Regions from separate parts of the Mus musculus genome. Here all the other regions are linked to region 1. A link is a contact called in public Hi-C and promoter capture Hi-C data. All regions are on one chromosome and are shown on one strand. The core of a region is the stretch at or near the end of the contact, and the rest is flanking DNA. Distances in the headings are between cores, read along the strand shown.

Evidence for each region. Promoter capture Hi-C pulls out the DNA fragments that hold promoters and counts their contacts. A called contact is a pair of places that touch in the nucleus more often than the background predicts.
Region 2: a promoter capture Hi-C map of the 3T3-L1 cell line shows a contact between it and region 1, with 5 times the contacts expected there. The contact joins the enhancer-like site here to the promoter of Hsph1 in region 1. A contact is called at or near these places in 5 of 39 promoter capture datasets (the 3T3-L1 cell line, 3T3-L1-derived adipocytes, cranial neural crest and 1 more), 3 of 115 datasets of contacts at active chromatin or transcription factors (the SCID.adh cell line, astrocytes and large pre-B cells) and 1 of 9 other capture datasets (liver).
Region 3: a Hi-C map of pre-B cells shows a contact between it and region 1, with 7 times the contacts expected there. The contact joins the promoter of Ubl3 here to the promoter of Hsph1 in region 1. A contact is called at or near these places in 5 of 39 promoter capture datasets (the 3T3-L1 cell line, 3T3-L1-derived adipocytes, cranial neural crest and 2 more), 3 of 484 Hi-C or Micro-C datasets (the G1E-ER4 cell line, double positive thymocytes and pre-B cells), 6 of 115 datasets of contacts at active chromatin or transcription factors (the SCID.adh cell line, cardiomyocytes, embryonic forebrain and 3 more) and 1 of 9 other capture datasets (liver).
Region 4: a contact with region 1 is called in a promoter capture Hi-C map of pre-B cells, with 4 times the contacts expected there. The contact joins the promoter of Pds5b here to the promoter of Hsph1 in region 1. A contact is called at or near these places in 9 of 39 promoter capture datasets (the 3T3-L1 cell line, 3T3-L1-derived adipocytes, cranial neural crest and 5 more), 5 of 484 Hi-C or Micro-C datasets (the G1E-ER4 cell line, embryonic stem cells and pre-B cells), 2 of 115 datasets of contacts at active chromatin or transcription factors (large pre-B cells and stem cell-derived neural progenitor cells) and 1 of 9 other capture datasets (liver).

Annotation. Positions count from the first base shown.
Region 1 is chr5:149,634,584-149,637,765 of GRCm38.p6, forward strand. It overlaps Hsph1 (heat shock 105kDa/110kDa protein 1), which reads right to left and starts at 1,732. Exons shown (of 18, transcript NM_013559.2): 1 at 1,387-1,732. The coding sequence starts at 1,493.
Region 2 is chr5:148,533,190-148,536,371 of GRCm38.p6, forward strand. The region is part of intron 1 of Ubl3 (ubiquitin-like 3); the gene reads right to left. Among named protein-coding and RNA genes, the nearest start is that of Ubl3, 18 kb to the right of the region's middle. Within about 2 kb of position 1,637, at least 41 of the 459 cell types and tissues checked have an H3K27ac peak or open chromatin away from gene starts, as enhancers often do. A contact at or near this core is called in liver, where this site is marked.
Region 3 is chr5:148,551,175-148,554,356 of GRCm38.p6, forward strand. It overlaps Ubl3 (ubiquitin-like 3), which reads right to left and starts at 1,614. Exons shown (of 5, transcript NM_011908.2): 1 at 779-1,614. The coding sequence starts at 805.
Region 4 is chr5:150,672,186-150,675,367 of GRCm38.p6, forward strand. Pds5b (PDS5 cohesin associated factor B) reads left to right here and starts at 1,642. Exons shown (of 35, transcript NM_175310.6): 1 at 1,642-1,768. Gm40353 reads left to right here. Exons shown (of 6, transcript XM_017321266.1): 2 at 1,556-1,783; 3 at 1,841-2,377.

The sequences.
Region 1 (3,182 bases), core at 482-2,981:
GAGAGTAATCCACAGGGCGAGCGTTAGTAATCCAAATCTAATTTGGGTTCAGTTCCTCCTACATGGGTGACCGAGATGAGTAAACTGGCACTCTACTGAGGACATTCAAGTTTGCTGTAACAAAAACAGCTCGGACCTAGCCGCTCTAAGCAGGTACTCTTGTAAGGTTCAATCTACACGCCCCGTGATTCTGAGCTCAGAGGGACTAGACACTTGTAAGACTGGATTGTCTCATTTTCCATGCCAAACAACTGTAATAGAAATCAGTAGCCAACTCCATTTTCAACCGCATAGTTTGGCCAAGGGTAAAAAAACCACCTCAGTCAAAAATTCTGGTCAGCAACACAGCTACCCAAGCAGCTCTCCCTGTTCTCCTCTACACACCTTTTGTCTCTTTTTAGGCAGAGAGAGGAAGAAGCGCTTAGCATACAGGATGGGGGCAAGAAGGACTGGCAGCCTTCCTACTAATTGCCGAATCACAGAGCACCATGGCTTTGTGAGAGAGGGAGCCCATGCTTAGAAAGTAAGTTCCTAGCAAGGCTTTCTTCCTCCTATTCACTCATAAATGTTCCTCTAATAAGGTCGGAATGATTTTACCTTTGGGTTCGATGTTTAACATTTATTATCTTGGACTTTGCACATGGGGGGAAAAAGCCCTATAATGATTGCCTTAAAAAGCATACAGCTGTTGTCGGTGAAGGCACACGCAGGTCTAACTGCCTCTAATATGTAACCTTCAGAAACTAACCCCCTCAAAAAGTTGCTTTTTACCATGCTTCCGTTTACCCACCCACGTTGCTGCAGAATATTTAATTCCGAAGCAAAAAAATCCATCTTCCCCACTGAATTTTTTGCACAGCAGTGTGTTAAGCAACAACAATGTTAAATTTGTACTGCTTACTCTAAATGGTGTTAAAATAAACGAACTCTGGGTCTGGAAACTCTCACGGACGTTTTTCACAATGAGCTTTAAAAAGGACGCTTCCAAAAGGCGATTGGGGCACTAGGGCAATATTAACAAATCAGGAGTAGATGAGACGCAGAGACGGAGGATTCCTCCACCATAGCGTGTTTCTGTGGTCGCTAACAACAGTCCGCTCGCTCCCTAGGCAAGCAGCGGCGCACAGGCTCTGGAACCTTCTAGGTCATTTGGAGATTCACCATGCGGAGGAAAAGGCTCTGTTGCCCAGGCTCTGCCGAGATCCTAGCTGAGGTGGGAGCCGGTGCCAGCTTGAAGAAGCTGAGTGGGGAGTCGGGGGCGAGCCTGGAAGGCCAGCGGGACCAGGTGGTCGCGGGGTGTCACGGTTCCCGGAATCCCCGGACCCACCATCTCCCTCGGGAAGCAGCGAGCTCCAGCCCTCCCCGGCCACCCAGGCTCCTACTTACGGGGTGCAGCGGTCGCTGAACTCGTTGGCGATGGTCTCGATGCCCCCGGCCCGCGCCACCGCAATGTAGCAGCTCTGTGAGCCTACGTCTAGCCCAACCACCGACATGGCTGGCCCGGTCCGCCTCCGCCTCGGGTCCGCTGCGTGCTCGTCCTGCTCCCGACCAGTCGGGAAGATGCCTCCGGCTTACCCTGCAAGACTGCGCTCAGTCTCTGCCACCGCTCTCCGCCGCCCGCCTCTCTCACGCAGCCGCCGCCGCTCAGCTACCAATCCAAAAGGGGAGGTCCCAATCGCTCAGCCTTATGTAGCCTACTGAGGAGAACTTTCCAGAATCTGCAGCATTTTACTCACCGGCGCCTCCACGTGCCACTTCCGCTTCCTTCTTCTCGAGCCTTCGAGAAAGATTCTACCCAATGGACTGCTGGTCCCTCCGCGGGCGGCCTGAGTTGCCATGGTGACAGGGCAGCTGCTCGGGCGCCATTGGCTAAAACTGACCGAGCTTGCCCGGCCTCCATCCCGCCCTCCCCAGCCTGAGGGGCAGTTTTCGTTCCAGTTGACTCCAGTGAATAACCGGTCGGGAACTTCTGTCGCTTAAGTGGTGACTCCGGTGGCAGTGTCCGGCTCCCGACGCCGAAAAACTATTGAAAGGACGGAGAAAGAACACACTACTCCGGGACCCCAGGCCTCTCCGGTCACGAACTTGCTGTTGGCAGAGAGCATGTCGGGAAGCGTAGTCTGGCCGGGAGACCCTAGCGCCTTGCATGCTGGGAAACGCAGTCCAGTGGTGAGGCCTCGGTGCTTTGCATGCTAGGATATGTAGTCCAGCCCGTGGTGCGTGCCACGATCCTGCTTTGTCTTAAGGGCTCAGTAAAAAGAGGCCCAGCTGGCTGCTGCCGATTCGCGCTCTTTCTCTGGTGTATGCTTTGTTCTGTGTTCCGTTCTTGCTTGTTTTTTCAACAGCTAATGGATTGCGATTTAGGGGCGTCAGGATAAGCCGCAAACGCGGTTTATATTTTGTAGACATTTGTCCGCTGGCAAGATTGTTGCAGAATAAAACACAGAAGGGTTTTCTTCTTCTTCTTCTTCTTCTTCTTCTTCTTCTTCTTCTTCTTCTTCTTCTTCTTCTTCTTCTTCTTCTTCTTCTTCTTCTTCTTAAATGAAAACTTTTGATTGCTATGCAATTTGGGAAGCTGCTGGTGTTTTGCCGACAGGGTTTTGCATATTTTGGATACTAGTTTAAGCCGACTTTGTTTAACCCTGCCACTCCTAACCATAAGGTTATGATTTAATGTAATGGCTAATAATATGGTTTAATAAATGGGTGTATGGTTTATTCCTTGTTTAATCTAACCTTTCATTTTCTTTCCTTGGAAAGTAAGCTTAGGTTCCATGAAGAGAAAGCAGAGGTGGATGCTGCTGGCTCCTGCTTTCAATTCTTATGTACCGTTAAAAAAAACGTCAAAGTTTGCCTGAAAACCCCGTGTGTACCCTCTAGAATATGGAAATATGCACAATTAAAACGTGCGCTGCTAAATAAGTGTGTAATTGAATGAAGAGTTGGGGCCCAGGGTTAAAAACTAACTCCTGAAGTATGCCTCTTCCCGTAGGACAAGTGGGGTTGCTTAAATGGGAGCTTTCTATACAAATTGCAGAGTAAGTTTTATTCGTGGTGATTGATCGGCTTGCCACTTAAGTTATTTCACCTGCTAGCATAACTATTTAAAATGGGAGAAGAACCAACGCTATCCCAGAGCAGCTGCGTTTTTAAATTTGAAATATGTTTGTTGGCATTCTTTT
Region 2 (3,182 bases), core at 387-2,886, 1.1 Mb before region 1:
AGAAAATCGTATCTTTGAGGTCCCATTTATGATGTTTCTAAAAGTAGGATGTGTAATTTTGCTACACGTTTTGTGACCTATTTCCTCAAATATTATAAGCAATGAAGTTTTTCAGCAGTTACATACTTTGGTGCTTACCTAAATGCCTGTTAGCTTACAGATTTTATCAAGAAAAACAACTACATTTTACCAGACAGCAAACTTTATCTAGAAAAGAAATTCATGGCAGCAATATAAAAGTGCTAAAGACAAAACACACACTCCTGTTGTTTGGGTACACAGCAAGTGCACAATGAAAGATGATAATTTCATTTCTACGGCGCCAGACCAAATACTACACATGGGGAGAGGAGAGGAGACCAATAGCCAGTCAAACTCGGGCGAGCACATCCTCTCTGAGGCAGTACAATGGGTTCAAGAACGATACACTTGCATTCTACCCTTGTGTCATCAGGACCAGCAGCAATGGCTTGAAGTTGGTGACAGAGCTTGAGTGGGCTGCTGTCTACAAATACAGCTTTATGAGAGACAGTGTAGTACTACTGGGTGACACTGGTCATGTATACTAGCGATCAGCCAAAGTCCCAAGACTGAGTAATACAGTTTTTACCAGAATACATTTTATTATCTAATTTTAATGTCTACTGCAGAAAAGTCACAAAATAAAAAGGAAGCAACGCTGCCGCGCCTTGGGAGCTGTCCTGCCTGCTGTAGAGAGCCAGCCCACACTGGCACATAGAAAAGGCTCAGGAAGGCATCTGCCTCTGCATAGAAATGTTATTAAAAGAAAATCAATTTCTTCCTCTTCCATTAAATACATGCTGAATAAATATTTAAAGAATATTATTATTAGTTCCCAGATGACATGGTGTGGCCTGTCCTGGAGAACAGGAGCAATTGCAATGTCACTGCAGTGTAACTAAGAACCCAACAGCTTTATCAACTGTGTCACACTGCACAAGGCCCTCAGGAAAAGGGCTCCTCAAGAGAGTGTCTGAAGAGGAGCTGCTGCGAAGGAAGGCGAAGAGGGAAATGTTCCTGATGAATCTACTGTAGACTTCCAAGAGCCTAGAGACTGAATGCTATAAAATGAAAAACACAAGCTCTTGAAATAGCCATGAACTATACCAATTTACTATAGGGTGAAGATGGTAACATGAAAAATACCCAAGTTCATGCATTCTGACATTGAATTTGTTAGTGTCCTGAAAAAAAAAAAAGTAAATTTGAGAGTGCCAGAAGCCAAAGAATATACACAATACACAACTGAAAACAAAACCCCTGACTTTATTTTTAACCCCTAGGCTGCTGTGTTTTCTCAGCCTGCAAGACCTCTACACCCACAAGCAGGTTTCAGATGGGTTTCTCAGACGACTAAACAACTCTTGGCTCAGCAGGTCCACAGGGAGAACTATGAAGGACGTCTCCAAGTCCCGTCTCTGCCACGAAGGGACTGAATTTACTGCATTTTGGAGGCCGCATGAAGCTCAATATCTCTTAGAATGTGGATGACTCGGCACCATCCCATAGGTAGCAGTTTTTGTGCAGAACCATCACAAACATCATGTATTACACACTATGACTCCAGTCCTTACCAGACAGACACTCAGGGTATTTCTACTACACTTTCAGTATGCTGTGCTGGGAACTCTGCCAGCTTTTTGGATTTTTTTCCCCCTCCTGTCAGCAGGGTTGACTTAGAATGAATGATACATAAATGAAATATGAATGAAAGCATTTGAACTGTGGGGCGTTCTGTAGACACTGCAACAGTGTTTGTATCAGCAACAATTTTAGTGTTATTACTATGCTACTTTATGTGTAGTCCCTGTTTCCTCTCAAAGCTATTTTGCCTTGATGATGCTGTCTAGGTTAGAAAGATATACACAGCCTGTGGGGTACTTATTTGGGAAGTAACCATTCTCACAGAAGCTGTCTTTCGAGACTATAACTGCAAAGGTCTTGTGATGGGCTGGGTTTTAAATTATTGTGTAAAATACTAGCAAATATGTCAAAAAAAAAAAAAAGCACACTCCATACTGACCTCTGAAAACCTCTAGGAGTATACTTTATAACTGTGTGGTTTTGCTGTTAGAGAGCAGAGATTGCTGTAAAATGGAATCATCTATCTTGTCTGCTAAGATGCAGAACTCAAGTTTTATTGGCTGCATGCTGTGGTTCCCCCAAAACAAAAGTTCCACCAATGCTGCAGTTATTTTTAAAAGTAATCTGTATTCCAATTCTTACAGCAGAGCATGGTTATAGATGCTTTTTTAAAAGTCACATCACCAGAAAATCAATACTAGAATCAAGCTTTTTTTTTTTTTTGTTTTTTGTTTTTTCAAGACAGGGTTTCTCTGTGTAGCCCTGGCTGGCCTCAAACTCAGAAATCCGCCTGCCTCTGCCTCCCAAGTGCTGGGATTAAAGGCATGTGTCACCACGCCCAGCTTAGAATCAAGTTTGGTAAATGGAATAATATTTAAAAACAAATCCACATGTACTTGTACGCACAAATGTATGAATTTTTATGTATTCAATCCCTTCTCCAATTCCAAACCAAATCAGGTTGAGCTGGGTAGACAGCAACCAGACAAAGAAAGGTATTTTCTCTGCCTCTCAAAGAGCCACAATTCTATCTGATGCAAGAATATGACAGACCTGGCAACCAGTGAGAGATAGATGGCATAACTACTTGTTCTACCATGAACTGGTAACAAAGTCTTCTTTAATGATTTGATCCAGCTGCCAGTCTGGCAGATCAATGTGGCTTACTGAGAAACTGTACCTTAGGTCCTCACTGCAGGTCCCTAGTACACCATTTATTATGTGCAAATGCACTGCCCAGAAGCTGCACTTCACCATCATCTAGCTCCAGCAAGAAAGGAAAATAAGAAAACTACCCCAGATCACCACTCACAAGATTTCTTATTCACGATCGAGACATCCAAATTTAAACTAAGGAGGAAAGGATACTATCACACACATCCTTTCAGTCAGGAAGAGAAAGCTGATATCTGTAAAGCCTTCAAACCACAGGAATTCAGAGACACTTCACATCAATTATTTAAGAAACAGCTAATCTCTTATAAAGCAAAGGAAAAGGAGGTTCAGGTCACTTGACCAGAGTATAAACACTGTTTGCTTCCTTCCTTTCCCTGCCAATAAAAAAGGAAGAGAGAAGC
Region 3 (3,182 bases), core at 364-2,863, 1.1 Mb before region 1:
GCCCAGTGATCCAGGCTCAATAAACATGCTTAACTGGCTTAAAACAAACAATAGACAAACAAAAACCTAAAATGCAAAACTGTTAATTACTTGGTACCAAGAAACCTTGGAATATCTATATTTTAAAAAGGACGCTTTACGCCATAAACCTAGAATTGAAAAACATTTAAATAGCTCCGGTTGTCATAGCTGTTCGTTCAGCTAGACGTTTCGAAGGGCTCACAGCAAGACTTTTTCCAAAGAGGTGCGCCGCTGCCCCTGAAATGTATCAAGTGTGCACCTACGTCTGAACGATCTTGTCTGTCACTGAGCCAGACAGCCTCTTCCTACCCTAGGTATCCAGCTCGCCGCCCGTCCCCGGCCGTGTCCACACAGCCCTTGACGTTTTCCCGAAGCGTTTAAATCCAAGCCTTGAAAGCCTTCTAGCAATCGGGAAGGAATTTCCTCCGCTTCCACTGCATTTCCCTGCCTCCGGCGACTTAGGAAACACAACCGAACCAGTGACTCCCAGTGGTTTTAAAAAAAAGAAGAAGAAAAAAAGAAAGAAAAAGCTGCAAAACCACACCAAAAACCAGTGCTTCCTAAAAGAAAAGGGGGGAGGGGGGCAGAAGAGCCAACTTCTCCAAAGCCAAGTAGATTGGCTTTTCCAGAAGTGCCCCCCATTTCTCACCCCCGCCGGGCCCCAGAAACCTTCGCCCCGACGCCAGCGTCGTCTTCCGATTAAATAAGATTGGAAACCACACTACAATCCGAACGTCGGAACTTATCGTTCACTTACCATATCCGCCGGGACATGACTGGACATCTTGCCTTTTGAGAGTGGGCCAGAGGTTTACGCAGAAAACAAAACAAAAAGCAAGAGCAGAAGTGCTGGAACTACGGAAAAAATAAAAAAGAACCTTCACAATTCTGATCGGTTTGTGCTGAGCTTTTCCCAAAAATGAAAAAAAAAATAAAAATTAAAAAAAAAAGTAGAAGTTACGTGGGAGCACAAGAGCTTCTGGGGCGAGAGGCGCGAGGGGAGCCGATCGTCAGCAGCAGTAGCAGCTCCAGGACCCGCCGCGCCAGGTGGACAGAGCCGAGTGACACACGGACATGGAGCGGGGTGGGAGGGGGTTAAATGCGCCGTCCTCTTTCCCCGGCCCAGGCGGTGATTCACACGCGCTCGCGACTCAGGTCCTCATTAAAGCCCCGGCGACGAAGTGTACAGATAACTATGTGGCTACACATCGAGCGCCGAGCTGAAAGCGGCCGGGGCCGCCGAGAAGCTCAGCGCGCGCCGCGGGGCCGCACAGCCGGGCTGCGCGCAGCCGCGCTCAAGGGCATCGACCTCGCCAGCCGCCGAGCCGAGCCGAGCCGAACTGGGCCGAGCCGAACCGAGCGCAGCGCCGGGGGGGCTCAGGCCGCGGGCGCCTCAGCGCAGCCGCGCCGGTCGGGCCGCATCGCGTCTGGGCTCCGGCCGCCTCCGCCTCGCTGCCTGCCTTCCGCAGCGTCTTCCGGGGGCTCCTCCCTTAGCTTGGGAACAGCTCCCCCTCAGAGCCCTGACTCTCCGCCTCCTCCTCCACTTCTCAATCCCACACGCCCCGGCCGCCTCCTGTCATCGCCTCAGCCCAACATGGCGGCGGTGGCCCCTGCTGGTGCCCGAGAGCCGACTTGGGAATAGCGCCCCCCACCTCCCCCGCCCCCGTCTGCGCTTGTTCCGTTCGTCACAACGGAGCCCTCTCGGAGCATCATGGGAAATGTAGTTTGTGCAGGTGAGGGGAAGGGGCCTCCGGGGCGTCCTTGCCCGCATCGATGCCACGCCCCCGCATAGCAACAGTTGCTAGGAAAGGATAGCGCCCTTGTCTCGGTTCAGTTTAGAGGCTCTTGCTCTGGAGTCAGTCCCTACCTGTGTCCAGAAATGCCATGATCACGCGGATTGTTGGAGGAAAACAACTTGCACGGAGAAATTCCCTCGCGCACTGTGTAGACACAGTTAAAATAGGACACACCGTGGTGCAGAAGCATGTGTTTTAATCATTGCAAGTTCTCCACATCCTGCAATCTCAAACCATTTTATTGAGTGAGTTAATCTTTAGGTCTCCTCAACATGACAGTTTGAAGATCAGAAACAATCATTGATTTCCAATAAGGCCGTGGAAGTTCAACAGAAACAAGACTCTTGTGAAGCAGAGGCAATGTCTGAACACACGTTTCCTGAAGTCCTAGGGCCATAAAGCTGCAATCCGCTTAATTGAAATGACCAGAAACTATATAGTGGTAGTGGAGACTACATGTAGATTCACCACTTCCCAGCCTAGCCCCTGTTTGACCCGGTGACGTAATTGTATTGTGAATTTAAAACAGCATAATATAATGCCGATGCTAGAATATTTAGGTGAAAAAATAATGTCTACCACGGATCTAGGATCAGAATACAGAAACCACAAGTATTCAGTTGAGCCTTATTCATATCTCAGACCTTTCGGAAGGGCAGTCTCCACACGATACTATTACACCCACCTACAGTTGTGACCTCACCTAAAGGCAGCCTTGCCTACCTTCCAGGGCTAAAGTCTGGGTGCTGTTAAGGATGATTTCATGCATGGCACATACATCGTTTTGTAAATAACAGCACATCTTCTGACGTGAACGGTGGCTACTCATCCTCTTTCTCTCTCGACGCACAGGTGCACCACAGGCTCTGCGGCCACTGAGAGTTCAGACGTGAGCTATGCAGTCCCTGTTGTCTAGGAGCCTGCGTCATTCCCCAGAACCATCTCCCCAGTCACGTGTTCCCTCATCGGACGGGAACTCACGGGACACTTCAGAGGACCTACTTGTCTCTTGAGTGGCGGCCTGGCTGAAGGCATTCCATACACTCCTAGGAGCCTACATCACAGACCCAACTCCCTAAGAATCCAAACGTAGAGGAAAACAGAGGCCCAGGCTCACCCCAATGTGGCTTCCCTATTTCAGCATCTGTGGGTTCCATGGTTTTCTACTCTTAATGTAGTTTCTCTCCGTGTGTGTTTAATAAGCACAGAACCCTTCCCCACCATGAACCCTTCTGGAAATCCAAACAACTGAAGCTTTTCAGTCCACCAACAGATTCTGAAGGAGTACTGCATTACCATTTAAAGATGTTTACCACGTTAATTCCCCATGCCACACCTACTCTCAGCCCCCTTTCCCATGCCACG
Region 4 (3,182 bases), core at 392-2,891, 1.0 Mb after region 1:
CTACAACTTAAGGCTCTTCTTCCCCAGCACAAACACTGTGGTTTATAAACCTGCATTGCCTATCTTTCGTTTCGAATATCTTACCATAAGCTCCCGATTCACCTCACATGTTCATTGTTGAAACAAACAGTCCTAGTGCAGGGAGATCCTGCTCACTGCAGGGATGGACAGCATCAAAGAGCAAAAGGCGACCAAGACTTGTCAGCTCTGACAGGGACCTGGGGGTGAAGAGAAACCTCCATCTTAGCCCGCCCAGCCCACAGCTGCAGCAGTGAGGGCAGAAGTGGCAAGGGCGCACAAACCTCATTTTCTGGATGGCATCTTTGTGGCCTTCCAATCGCTTCCTCACCCCGTTAAGGGGGGTTCTTGAGCAGTGGGATGAACACTGGATCCCTAGGTCCACCAACCGGTGAGGAGCCATGTAGACATTAATAATCTTTCATTTACACAGCACATAATCTGTGCTGCACCACAGGGTTTAAAACATCGCACAAGAGGTGGAATACACCTTTAATTCTAGCACTTGGGAGGCAGAGGCATAGAGGCAGAGGCAGGTGGGTCTCTGTGAGCTCCAGACCCAGACAGAGCTACATAGTGAGACCCTATCTAACAAAACAAGACAAAACAACAAAAAAAGCCAGGAGTGGTGGCACATACCTTTAGTCCCAGCATTGGGAAGGCAGTGGCTGGAGGATGGAGCCTAGCCTGGGTTATATAGTGATTTCTAGGCCAGTCAGGGCTGCATAGTGAGAGCGTATTCTCAAATAAAATAATACACATTTATTTTTTATTTTATGTGTATGAGTACACTATAGCTATACAGATGGCTGTGAGCCTTCATGTGGTTGTTGGGGAATTGAACTTAGGACCTCTACTCACTCCAGTTGGCACCCTCTCGCTCCAGAAGATGGTGGGTGTCAGATCTCATTATGGGTGGTTGTGATCCACCATGTGGTTGCTGGGGTTTGAACTCAGGACCTTCGGAAGAGCAATCGGTGCTCTAACCCGTTGAACCATCTCGCCGTCCCCCTCCTTTTTTTTTTTTTAGAAATTAAAAAAAAAAAAAAAGGCCGGGCGTAGGGAAAATGCCAGTACTAAGGAGGCAGAAGCAGAGGCAGGCAGATCTCTGAACTCGAGGGCAGCCTGGTCTACATGGTAAGATCATGTGTAGCCTGGTGTACACAGTGAGCTCCACAGGCCAGCTAGGGCGGCAAAGGAAAGAAAAAGGAAAGAAAAAAAAAAAAGCCTCATCCAAAAAAGGAAAGAAAAAAAAAAGCCAAAGCCAGCGGAGTTCAGCTATCTACAGATTTCCCGCCAAAGCCTGGGAGGCTGAGTCCAAGCTGAGAGAACGCACTGACAGCTGCCCATCACTCTGCTGCCAAGGAGACAGAGGAGGCCGCGCCAGCAGGGCGGAGCCTGCGCGTGCGCGCCCCCGGGTGTGTGGGGCGGAGCCCGGAGCGCGGGCTGAGGAGCGCGTGCGCACGCGCCTGAGCGAGAAGCCGTGCGGCCGGTAGGGGGCGCTGAGAACCCACGCGGCGCTCTGCCTGCCCCCCAGGCGCTGTCCGCCGCGGTTCGATTGGAGCAGCCGCGGAGCTGCTCTTGGCGCCATTTTGAAGCGGAGAGGCGGAGGAACGGCCTGGACTGGCTGCGGAAGGGGAGGGGGGGCGGGAGGAGGCGATTGGATGCGGCGGCGGCGGCGGCGGCGGCGAGGGCGGCGGATCCCCGAGATCGGAGGAGCGCGAGGAGTGTAGGAGCCGGGCGACCGGAGGTAGGAGCGACTCGGGTAACGGAAAGGGAGCGCCTCTTCATCGCCTCAGCGCCCCACGCTCCATTTTTCTAGCGGGGCGTGCGCGCGTGGAGCCGTCGCCCGCTGAGCCTCGCGTGTCCCGGTGTCCCAGCGGGGCTGCGGTGGGGCCGGGGGCGGGGAGGCCGCGGGCCGCGGCTGGCGCCGGCCCGGAGTGACCTTTGCGGGGGCCGCGGCCGCGCCCCTCCCCCTCCCCTCTCCTCCCCCTGGAGAGAAGCCCCCCGCGCCGCTTCCCCCTTCCGGCTGCCTGCGGGCCCGGCGCGAGGGGAGGCGCGCCGCACTGCTCGGGAGTCGGGGAAGAGCCGGGAGCCGGCCGAGAGAGCGAGAGCGAGAGAGAGAGAGAGAGAGAAAGAGGAGAGAGTCAGAGAGAGTCAGAGAGAGAGAGAGAGAGAGAGAGAGAGAGTCCTCGGGCGACCGCGGGTGCAGCCCCACGGCGGTACGGACAGTGTGCGGTGCGGGCTCGCCCGCCCGCCTCTGCACCGTTATTCCACTGACACTCTAAAAGTTTGCGGTCCGGGAGAAGCCCTGGCGGCGGCGGCGTTGGTGTTGGCGGCGTTGGCGGCGGCTGTGGCTGTGGGTCTGCTTTTTGTTTTGTTTCGGTTTTTGCTCTGTACGTTGAAGAGCAAATGTGATGTTTGCACATAGGAGCAGGCATGTAGCATGCAGCCGACAGGTGTTTGCAGGGTCGACGGAACCCCGAAATTCAGCACCTGCTCTTCAGCGCTGCATGCTATTCCAGTACGAACTCCCGAGGGGTTTGAAAGAAGAGTGATTCGTTCGCTCCATCCTCAGGAACCCTACCAAGATTTAAAAGCCCCCCCCCCCCCCCATATTTTTGATTTCAAAGAATGCTCCTTTGATACTAGAGTTAGGAACTGATGGGTGGCTGTAATCGCTCCAAGGAGCGGTCTCTCTGTTGAATACTTGTTGAAGCTTTGGAAGTATTGTTTCATTTTTGAAGGTTGGTCTGAGGTCCTGAGAGAGTTGGGGAGGCCTGTGGACTTCAACGAAATAACCTTTTAAAAGCCAGGTGTATGTAGTGTAGGAGGTGGGCTGTAGCTAACTTATGATGACTGAAGTGGAGAAGGGCAATTTAAGCATTGTTCTCAGCACATGTAGTTAACAGTTCCACGAGGGGGTGTTTTCTGTGTTAACTTTTGTGAAAGTCAACTAAGTTGGCACAAGCGCGGGTTTCAGAGGCTATCTCTTGGCTGTGCACTAGACATGTCAGATGCTAGTGTTTGGGGGACTTTAGTAGAGTGAACACTTGGGAGCTATGGCAGGCCGCTGTGGAACAGGTAATCTTCCATTTCATGGTGACAGCATAATACCTAACTGATTTTACAGCGGCGAGTTTGGAGGTAAAAAGTTATATGGC